Linked DNA regions of Mus musculus: region 2 is linked to region 1. Evidence: chromatin contacts called from public promoter capture Hi-C data. All regions are on one chromosome and are shown on one strand. Each heading gives the region's core, a stretch centred on a gene start, on an enhancer-like site or on the middle of the called end of the contact. The rest is flanking DNA. Distances are from core to core; before and after follow the strand shown. Region 1 has its middle 180 kb from the start of Mir6419. Region 2 has its middle 69 kb from the start of Dnajc1.

What was found. Promoter capture Hi-C pulls out the DNA fragments that hold promoters and counts their contacts.
Region 2: a promoter capture Hi-C map of embryonic stem cells shows a contact between it and region 1, with 3 times the contacts expected there. The contact joins two enhancer-like sites. A contact is called at or near these places in 2 of 39 promoter capture datasets (embryonic stem cells and hematopoietic stem and progenitor cells) and 1 of 9 other capture datasets (embryonic stem cells).

Annotation. Positions count from the first base shown.
Region 1 is chr2:17,738,308-17,743,770 of GRCm38.p6, reverse strand. No RefSeq gene overlaps it. Among named protein-coding and RNA genes, the nearest start is that of Mir6419, 180 kb to the right of the region's middle. Within about 2 kb of position 2,005, at least 166 of the 459 cell types and tissues checked have an H3K27ac peak or open chromatin away from gene starts, as enhancers often do. A contact at or near this core is called in embryonic stem cells, where this site is marked.
Region 2 is chr2:18,458,912-18,464,374 of GRCm38.p6, reverse strand. No RefSeq gene overlaps it. Among named protein-coding and RNA genes, the nearest start is that of Dnajc1, 69 kb to the right of the region's middle. Within about 2 kb of position 3,309, at least 5 of the 459 cell types and tissues checked have an H3K27ac peak or open chromatin away from gene starts, as enhancers often do. A contact at or near this core is called in embryonic stem cells, where this site is marked.

The sequences.
Region 1 (5,463 bases), core at 756-3,255:
AAAAACTACTCTAACAAATGCTCAGGACTGCCGAGCAGCCAGCCTTGCCGGCTTGGTGAGCCCCACGCCAATGAGAGAGCATGTCTCAAACAACAAGACAGATGGATACTGAGGAGCCACACCTGAGGTTGCTCTGGCCTCCGTACGTGTGCATACATGTACACGTGTGCCTCCACATACTTGGATGGAAATCCTCCTCCCCTCAGAAGGCCCTTATCTCTCTTTTCATGTGAAGACACAGCAAGAGGTTGTCTGTGATTCATTCAGTTAGCCCTCATCACACAATGAGCCTGACTTCATTGTGACCATCTGGCCTTCAGTACGGCAAAGATTAAATGCCTCTTGCTTTGTAGTTTGTCCGGCTGATGGTGTTGTGTTATGACAACCTAATGGACTGACTCCCTCTATCCAATAATGACTGTTGTCAACACCTAGACAAAAATCCTCCAGGTACTTTAATGAAAATGTGTATATGTTTGCACACATATAGAGAAAATTCAATATTTATACATGTGTATATACAGGCACTTTTTTTTTTTTAAAGGCAGAGTTTCTATGTGTAGCCCTGGCCTGGCTATCCTGGAACTTGCTCTGTAGCCCAGGCTAGCCTCGAATTCAGAAGTCCACCTGCCTCTGCCTCCTGAGTGCTGGCATAAAGTTGTGCACCACCACTGCCTGCTATATATAGGTGATTTAAAAATGGGAAGAGTGTGAGTGTTGTCTTTACATATCACTGTCTTCTCATAGACTTAATGTATCTAAGGTTTTTAGGTAAAGACATATTGAATTTTCTCAAGTACGTAATAATCCTACCTGAATAACAGTAATTTTGATTATATGAAGAAAATTAATATATACACAAATGGGAATTAAAGAAACAATGGGCAGAAATGAAAGCCACCACAGCGAAGACCTCAGATCCCTTTGAAGTGATCTTCTTCAGAGACTCTCAAGGCCACAGGCATACAGCTGAGACCCTCACTTTCAGCAGCACATTGAAGCATTAAGAAAAAGTGTCGTTCAAATCCCCAAAGGCTGGACACAAGGACCTTTCAAATGACAAACTCTAGAGTGTACACCATGAGAACTTCCTGAAGAGTCTGTGGGAAAGGCAGCAGAAAGAGACTGAGTTCTCTGAGCCACACCCTCTATCACTCCCTGACCGCAGGAGTCTCAGGAATGGGTGGGGACGGCCAGGGGCGACCTCTTGGTGCCTTTCTGTTCTTATTAGTCTGCACATTCTTAATAGAACAAAACAAAATCCACCCCAAACTGGTAATCATTTCCTTTCCCCTAGGGGTGCAAGAGATAGGTTTGAATGACAGGGAGGGGGGAGGGGAGAGGAAGAAAGGAGGGGGAGGGGGAGAACCTGGTGAGGCGAGGGAGGATGACCACAACAATCTCCACAGCAAAGCCCTCTTCTGCTTTGTTGACATTTCTAGCTAAAACACCAGCTGGGCGTGGAGGTGACCCCGGCACAGGCTCGGGGGAATCAGGGCTTGGAGGCCTACTTGGGCTATGTAGTGAAACCCTGCTTTAAATAATTAAGTAAACAAATGCATTTGGGAAAAGTATACAGAAAGGAAAACACAGCACAATCCCGCCTCTGTCACGGTTTCAGTGCTCTTTTCCCAGGCCGCTCACTCTCTGCATATTGTCATAAAATTAGTGAAAAATGAGATCATAGGAAACCACTCTTGCAACATGCTTTCTTTTTTCTTTTTTTCCGACTTAGCAAAACACCAGAAACCTCTTTTCGTGTCATTAAATTCTAGTTAACATGTTTTACCTTTTCACTCGAATTTTTAAGCAGCACTCTTGTTATTTTACATCTCCTGTTTTAGTTGAGCGCCGATACCTGTTTTTATTGGCTGAGGCTGCGCAAGCAGTGGCCGCGGCGGCAGGGGGTGGGGGTTGGGGGGTGGGCGGCGATGGCTCTCAGGTTTCCTTTTTACATAATGAAGGCTCTTTTCTCCATCCATCTCTGCGAGGCTAGTTCCATTCATTCCACTTAATTCGTATTACTCATGCCGAAGAACACTTTCTTGCTCTGATGCCTACCGCTAATGGGCAGGCTCGACACTTTCCCTGTTTGATGAGTCACAGCCGAGGAAGGAAATCCCCCTACGAAGTGAAGTCTGTCTCTTTGCTCAGAACGAGCCTGTGTTTTTAGCAAAGATTGCTTGTGATGTTGTTATGTTACCTTAAGACATATTTTTGTTTCATTATTTAAAATGGGAAGAAAATTTCATTTGACAACATTGAACCCGTAGTCGACTGAAAAATAATAAGTATGGCCAGGGAACTATGAAAAATGAAGTTTTCATTAGTTTCCATTTGGGGAACCTTCTCTGTCTTCTCAGCCAGGAAACCTGCCCTGCCTTCCCTGTTTGCAATGCCAGTCTTTGGGAGACTGCAGCAGAGGGAACAGAGCTCAAGGCTAGCCTGGGATACATTGTGAGACTGCTTTAAAAAAAGAAAGCAATCTGGGCACACGGTGGTGCACGCCTTTAATTCCATCACCTGGGAGACAGAGGCAGGTGGATTTCTGTGAATTCAAGGTCTATATATTGAGTTTCAGCCCAGAAAGGGCTGTGTAGTGGGATCCTGTCTCAACAAACAGACAGAACAAGCAAACAACAATAATAAAAGAACCAGGGCTAGAGAGATAGCTCAGAGAATAAAGTGCTTACCACACAAAGGAGATCTGAGTTCAGATCTCCAGAACCCACAGAAAAGCTGGGCTCACACTTGAAGCTCCAGCACTGGGGGACACAGAGACAAGATCACCGGAGCTTGTTGGGGCGCTAGTCAATCTGCAGAACCTGGCTTCAGTGACAGAAGATAATGATAGAATGACAGAAAGCACCTGATGTCAATTTCTGCGCACCCCCAAATACCACGCACACACAGCAAGCAAGTAAGCAAGCAAGCAAGCAAGCAAGCAAGCAAGCAAGCAAGCAAGCAAACTTTTCTAAACTAGCAAACGACCTTACTATACAGAACTCAAGGAATGATTCCTGAGCTTAAAAAGCAGATGTGCAAGTTTAACAACAGCAAGGCCCTGGACTCTGTCCCTAACACCTCATCCACATGGACTTAGCTGACCTTGTTGATGAAGCAACAGAGTTCATTTGTTAGTACACAACAAAACATTCTACTTGTGTCATGGCAGAATATCTTTGTCTCTCATTTGACTCTGTTGATTTTTCCAGGCCCTTGGCATTTTATGCATTTTATTTCTGGCCCTGGGCTGACCTCAGCTGCCCTCGGCTGAGCCCAGGCAGAGGCCTCTCAGAGTTCATCAGGTCCTTTCTCTTTTTGTTCCTTCTTCAGCGCTGCATTGTCTGTCCCTTCTCTTCCTTCCCCTTCTCCTAACCCTCTGCTCTCCTGGGTTGTTCTGTCTCCCCGATTTCACGCCCCAGCTTTGGGGAGCCATGGCAGAAGCACATTTGGACAGCAGAACATGCTGCTGCTGCTTTTGCCCCTGAGCTCTGGTGTGGTCAACACTCATTGGAGCCCTTCAGACTTAGCCAGTACCTACCTGCATCCAGGTCTTTGACCCTGACGCTGTACATGGCTCCTTTCTCTCTTTGGCTGCATGAACATCATGCTGTCTGACCACATACTGAAAAAATACTCTATATGCACGGCAACACTTCTCTTTAAAGATTTATTTTTTATTTCTGTGCATGCTTGTGTGTCTGCCTGTGGGTTCAGGTACCTGTGAAAGCCAGAAGAAGGCTTCAGTTTCTTGTAGCTGGAGTTACAGGCAGTTGTGAGGTGTGTGATATAGACACTGTGAACCAAACTCTGATCCTCTTCAAGAGAGGAATGTACTTGTAACCTCTGAACCATCTCTCTAGCCCCAGTGTCAGGACAATTCCACCTGAGATTCTGCAAGGATGAAAATAGACACAGAAATGTGGAGTCTTAGTACAGAAGCAACAAACCAATGGAAACTCTGCTTAATTTAAAACAACTATTGATCACACGTTGAAAGAACAGTTTAACTAAATTGGGCCAAATAAAAATAAAGTATATTACTAAAATGATTTTACTTGTCTTTTTGTTGTTGTTGTTGTTTGAAAAATAAAGCTATCCAAAGATTGAAAATGATATATGTGGCTCATATTTGAAACCCTGAGTATATTTCTACTGGATAGTGTAGGCCCAGGTCTTTGAACTGTCATTTAGAAATGGCAGTTTTCTGTGCTGTAAGGCCCTGTGTGTATGTGTGTGTACACAAACATGCACATTTTTGTGGAAGCAGGGTCAAGTGTCTAGTCAGTTGCTCTCTGCTCTACTTTTTGAGACAGAGTCTAACTGACCCTGTTTGGGGCACCAACTGAGCTAGGTTGATTTGCTAGCAAGTTCCAGGAATCCTCCTGTCTCTACCTCCCCAGTAGTGGGATTATGAGCAGGGCTTAAAAAAATTATTTATTGATTTGCAGGGTTGGGAACATATGTTCCACGGTGCAGATATAGAGATCAGAGGACACCTTACACAAGTCAATTTTTTTCCTTCTACAATGGATTATAGGGATGGAACTCAGGTTGTCAGGGAATTGAACTCAGACTCTCAAGTGTACTAGGCAAGCAAGCACTTTATCAGCTAAGCCAGCAGCCGTATCTCCAGCCTGAGACTCAAGATTTCTTTTCAATTCCGTAAGATTTCCTTGTTCTTATTTTTTGAATCTTAAAGACAAGGATATAAGTACTTTTACTAATGCCTCCTAAAATTAATTAAAAGGAAAAAATGACCACTAGCTATATCTTATCTAGGATTAGATTCTTTTCACAACCACCCAAAACATGATCAATTCTTATTGATCATGGCTGTATTATAGATTTGATATTACTTTTGAACAGTTAAACTTTTATTTGCTCTGAGTACACTGAGATTGAGTCCTCAGTTTGTCCCTGAACGTAATTGCAATTCTTGCCAAGCAGATTGGAAATCTACTTTACTTTGCAGCTTGAAATTGACGCTAATTAGTGAGTTAGAGCTTTGATGTGAAAAGCATGAGAATCTACTACCAGGAAAGAGAAAAGCTACTTATCTTTAGTCCTGTCATTGTTTTATTTAGGCAGGACTATGTCCCTTGAGTTAGTTATAAGCTATGTGAATGTCCAGTGTTAGTCAACTCCGTAAAAAAATACACCTGACACTGAATGGTTTCAATGCTCATGTAACTTTGTGTGGTCTGGAGGCTACAAGTCTGGGAATCAGTGTGCCGGGGTGGTGCTGGTAAAGAGCTCCAACCAGCCTTGCTACTCCTTCTTACAAGGTGCTAATGTCACAGTGAGGGCTGTATCCTCATGGTCTGGACTTCATTTTCTCCGACAATCCTCACTTCTAAAACCAGAACGTTGGTGTAACCATAGGCTTTTCCACCCTTGCCCCAGTTCCCAAATAACATCTCAGAGGCTTATTATTTATTAATGACGGGCCTAGGTCAT
Region 2 (5,463 bases), core at 2,060-4,559, 720 kb before region 1:
GGAGAAGCACATCCAGCTACAATATCTACCAACCTGGAGCCCTTGGCTGTTATGGGTGACTATGTGGTCAGTTCCTGCTGGTGACATGTGAAGAAATATTGCTTGTGGAATGGGGAGGTAGGATCTTCTCAGAAGGATTTTCAGTGGAGAGCATCCAGCTGGCATGTTACTCTGAGCCTTTTGTCTCTGTTCCTTCTTCCTGTCTGGCATGTATATGGTACTCACTGTGAGAGGTGAACAGTTAGCTACTTTGACTTTGAAGATACTAATCACCTGTGTAATTAATGACGTTGAAGGATGGAAAGACTCCAGGCCTTTTTATCTCACTAAACACCCATTCTAGCCCTGGACTGCTGTTCTCTAGACTTGTTTATATGTGAGATAACCCTTGAAATTCAATTTATTTATTGGGTCTTCTGTTACTTCTAGTAAAAATCAATATTAATATATTTAGCAAATTAATTTTAATTACTTCCTCTTCACATCATAAAGTGCTTGTTAGGCATTTAATTTCCAGCCAATTTCTCATCCTCTTTGAAAACAAACATCTTGAGTAGCTTAGACTAAACACCACAAATAATTCAGGTCCAGTCAACCCAGGGTATCAGAATAAGTAAACAAAGAAAGAGAAAGATAGCTGTTTTAGTTTGGGTTTCCATTGCTGTGAAGAGACACCATGACCAAGGCAACTCTTATACTTTGGTTTCTCCATCTATGGTAAATGAAAGTTTGGCTGGATATAGTAGCCTAAACTGGCATTTGTGTTCTCTTAGTGTCTGTATAACATCTGTCCAGGATCTTCTGGCTTTCATAGTCTCTGGTGAAAAGTCTGGTGTAATTCTGATAGGCCTGCCTTTATGTGTTACTTGACCTTTTTCCCTTACTGCTTTTAGTATTCTATCTTTATCTAGTTCATTTGTTGTTCTGATTATTATGTGTCGGGAGGAATTTCTTTTCTGGTCCAGTCTATTTGGAGTTCTGTAGGCTTCTTGTATGTTCATGAGCATCTCTTTCTTTAGGTTTGGGAAGTTTTCTTCTATAATTTTGTTGAAGATATTTGCTGGCCCTTTAAGTTGAAAATCTTCATTCTCATCTACTCCTAATATCCATAGGTTTGGTCTTCTCATTGTGTCCTGGATTTCCTGGATGTTTTGAGTTAAAATCTTTTTGCATTTTGCATTTTCTTTGATTGTTGTGTCCATGTTCTCTATGGAATCTTCTGCATCTGAGATTCTCTCTCTTCCATCTCTTGTATTCTGTTGCTGATGCTCACATCTATAGTTTCTGATTATTTTCCTAGGGTTTCTATCTCCAGAGTTGTCTCCCTTTGGGTTTTCTTTATTGTGTCTACTTCCCTTTTTAGATCTTGGGTGGTTTTGTTCAATTCCATCACGTGTTTGGTTGTGTTTTCCTGTAATTCTTTAAGGGATTTTTGTGTTTTTTCTTTTGGGGCTTCTACTTGTTTAGCAGTATTTTCCTGTAATTCTTTAAGGGATTTTTGTGCTTCCTCTTTAAGGCCTTTTACCTGTTTAGCCGTGTTCTCCTGTATTTCTTTTAGTGAGTTATTAATTTCCTTTAAAATCCTCTACCAGCATCATGAGATATGATTTTAAATCTGAATCTTGCTTTTCGGGTGTGTTGGGTTATCCAGGACTCGCTGAGGTGGGAGTGCTGGTTCTGATGATGGTCTTGGTTTCTCTTAGTAAGATTCTTATGTTTGCCTTTCGCCATCTGGTAATCTTTGTCGTTAGTTGTTATAGCTGTCTCTGGCTGGAGCTTGCTCCTCCTGTGATTCTGTTAGCCTCTGTCAGCACTCCTAGGATTCCAACTCTGTCCTGAGTCTCAGTGGTCAGAGTACTCTCTGCAAGCCACATCTCCTGTGGTAGGTAAGGTGCGCAGGTGTCCGGAGCTCAGATCTGCTTTTTGGCTGAAGATGAAGGCCTGAAACAGGGCCTGTCCCCGAAGCTATGCTGCTTCTGCAGTCCACATGTTCTCCTGAGCAGACACGTCTCTGAGGGACCTGGGTTACAAGATGGCTCTCTCACCTGCTCCAACAGTCAGAGCCCTCCCTGGAGGCCACATCTCCTCTGGTGGGAAAGGTGTGCAGATTGGCATCCAATTTTTAAAATAAATACAATAAAATAAAAAGAACATGATAAAATAAAATTGTGGTGAATGGGGATATAACTCCTCCTTTTTTATTTTATAAAGATATTGTTTTGTTAACGTTCCACAGAGCCTGTTTCACAATACCTTGTTCTTGGGGATTGTAAGGAATCCCAGTAATATGGGTAATGTCAAATTGTCTCCAAAACATCTCAATGTTTGACTGTAATAGCCAGTCCCACTATCTGTTTTAATCTGACTTGGACAGTTTCCATCTGGTCTTATAGCTGGTCCTCTGCCACAGGACTCCCTACCCAGGTGGCAACAGGAGGCAGCTAGCCTCCCATGTGTGCAGACTGCCACAGGACTCCATACCCAGGTGGCAACAGGAGGCAGCTAGCCTCCCATGTGTGCAGACAGGCCTGTGAGCACAGGTAGGACGACCACTGATGCTCAGAATGTCCCGTCTGGAACCCTCAGGACACAGGAACCAAGGAGCTGCCTGTGACAGGAGTCTTCAGGTTTCTGTCTGTGCCCAGAGCTGAACCTGTGACACAGAGCTACATACACAAATACTACCAGGAGAGAGCTGGTCTTCCACGAATGCCTACACACCTGTGAGCACAGGTAAGACCACCATTTCTCTTTAAATTCCTGGCCAAAGAGGGACCAGCCCAGAGTCATCAGGACACAGCAACCAAGGATCAGCTAGGAACAGGACCTTTCTGATTTCTATCTGTACCCCAGAGCTGACCATGTATCACATCTCTCCATACCTAAATTCCTCCCAGAGAGAACTGGTCTCCCAGGAGTACTGACACACAGGCTTGCAGAAGGGACAAGCCACAGTCAGAAACAGCAAAACCAGCTAACACCAGAGATAACCAGATGGCAAAAGGCAAACACAAGTGTTGAAAGCTGGGGTGCGGCTCACAAGAAACGGGTACACCTGGGAGGAAAGCTGGGGCTGAAAAGAGAGGGTAAACTAGGCGGTTGAGAGAAAAATGGAGCTAAGTCAAGTTTCCTAATCAAAGCTCAAATGTTTAATGGCAAATGCGCTTATAAAGGAGGTGGGGGGGGGGGAGGCCGATTCCCACCAATTCATCCTTGGAGCCTGGAATCAGCTGCAGGTGATGACATGCAGGACAGGGTGTAGTCTCCGGAATAGCTCAAGGGCCTCTCAGCAGGAGGAACAGAGGCAGTGGCTGAACAATAGAGTGATCTAGGGAGAAAGGCTCCACCCTAGGTAATCTCCATAGTGGCAGCAAGATCAAGGTCTGGCTCAGCCTACTTCAGGCTTGGGGGGAGGTTACAATTTCCTCCCTGTTATTAATATTAAAAAAAATGGACTGAGGCATAAAATTTATTTATGCTCTATAGTCCTGCCGGGGAGTTGTGGTGGCTGGCAGCAGCGCCTGTCTTAGGAAATCTTAGATCTTCCTGAACCATCCAAATTCCATCATGGAGGCTACGTGCAGCTAGTTTGTGTTATATTTCACACAAAACATGAGTCTGCGGTGTGTTATTAACAGCCACGGCCTTGTGGCATGTACCTCTGTCTTAGATTGGTATGGTTCCAAGATCTGGGTGCCCGTCATTGACTGTCTGACCCTCAGTAGCACAACTTATTCCCAATTCAGGCCAAAGCCACAATATGTACTTAGAATGCTTCTTGGTGAAGATTAATAACTGCCACCTGTGCTGTTGGAGGCGAGGCTGCACACCTGCTGAAGTCAGGCTGAAGGGCGTTGACTGACCTTCTTGAAAAACAAAGTTGAGACAGTGAAAAGCAACAGTACAAAAGCTTCTTTGGGGAAGTCCAGGTACTCCATTCAATTGCAAATTAGCAATGATCAGGCTTAGACTCAGAGCTCCCAGTATGGGGGAGGTGACTTTGAGAATCACAGAAAGGCTGTAATTTTCTGGGAGTGGAGGCTGTGCTCCAAATTAACTTTGCTAGGTAATTAGGTTTTTAGCTATCTTCCCTAGGAATCTAATAGTAGAATTATTACTAGACCAGTCCAAGATTGAGTTAGAATAACTGGTCACAATGAGGGAAGGAGAAGAATCACTATAACTCTTTCTTGTGACTAATCTTTCTAAGTCAGATTACACGGTCTCTACTGTTCTATGTCCCATAAGGTTTAAAAAGCTTGAAGCAAGGCAGCTTAGCTTGTCCAAACTGGGAAAATGGCAAACAAAGGTGGGTCAAAAACATATACCCAATTCAGCTTTCTTGTCACTATAGTCAGGGCACTCAGTGAACTCACCTGTTAGCCATCATGCTTCTGCAGCGTTCTCTAAAGAGAACCTATGCTTTTCCCTTTCCCAATAAGGTAGCTGTTTAGGATCAAGCCTCATGCCAATAAGTAGATCCTTTTCATCTCACCTAGACATGATTATGTCTGGTTTTAAGATACTATGAGGCATTTATTAAGTTCTTTGACATCCAAATTTCAAAATTCTTAAAATAAAAGTATGATTTAAATAATGTGCACAGGGATATATTAAATAATGTGCACGGGGATATAATTTCCCCCTTCCTTTGTTTTTTAAGAAGAGTTTTTAAAGTTCCACGATTCTCTGTCTTTGGGAATTAATGAATTGTTGACAAAACATTTCAAATGCTTGACTGTTATAGTCAGTATTAATATAACAAGGGCAGTGACTAATTATGAAAGAACCTAGTGGGGAAACCCCCACTCAATTTCTGTTCGGCGCGCACCCAAGAATCACGAACAGACGACCACCTTGATGTAAAAGCATGAGGTAGTTTAATGACGGAGCTCCGGGCCGACACATATCTCCCGCAGGAGACAGAGGTGTCGACCACATGGTGGAGCCATAATGGCGGAGCTCCGGTTCGAAACGTATCTCACGCAGGAGACAGTGGTTTCGACCCCGAGGCTTGGAAGCTAGGGACTTTTATAGAAAAGGGGTGGGGCTGGGGGAGGAATTGGCGCGGTTTTACATGATTGGTCCATTTAAACATCAACAGACTGTCAGAAGGGTGGGAGATAGGGAGGTACCAGGCCAGTCAGGACATGTGACGATGGGCCTGCCCGGGCATGTCCCGGCCTGTTCTGCTATTTTCTCAGCCCCAGGTTTTAAAGCTCACAAACAACTCTTTGGGCTATTTGACATAAATTACATGAATCACAGGTCTCAAGGTTTATTTCCTTTCAATTACACTTTCAATTGTTTCTCTTGAAGAGCGGTTGTAACTAGAAAGCTTCAAAAGTCATTAATAGTCACATGTGCATTATTTATTTATTTATTTATTTATCAGAAATAAGAGCATTCAACTGCAGCAATCGATTAAGTATATGTCCTCAAGAATTAACACCATTATACGGA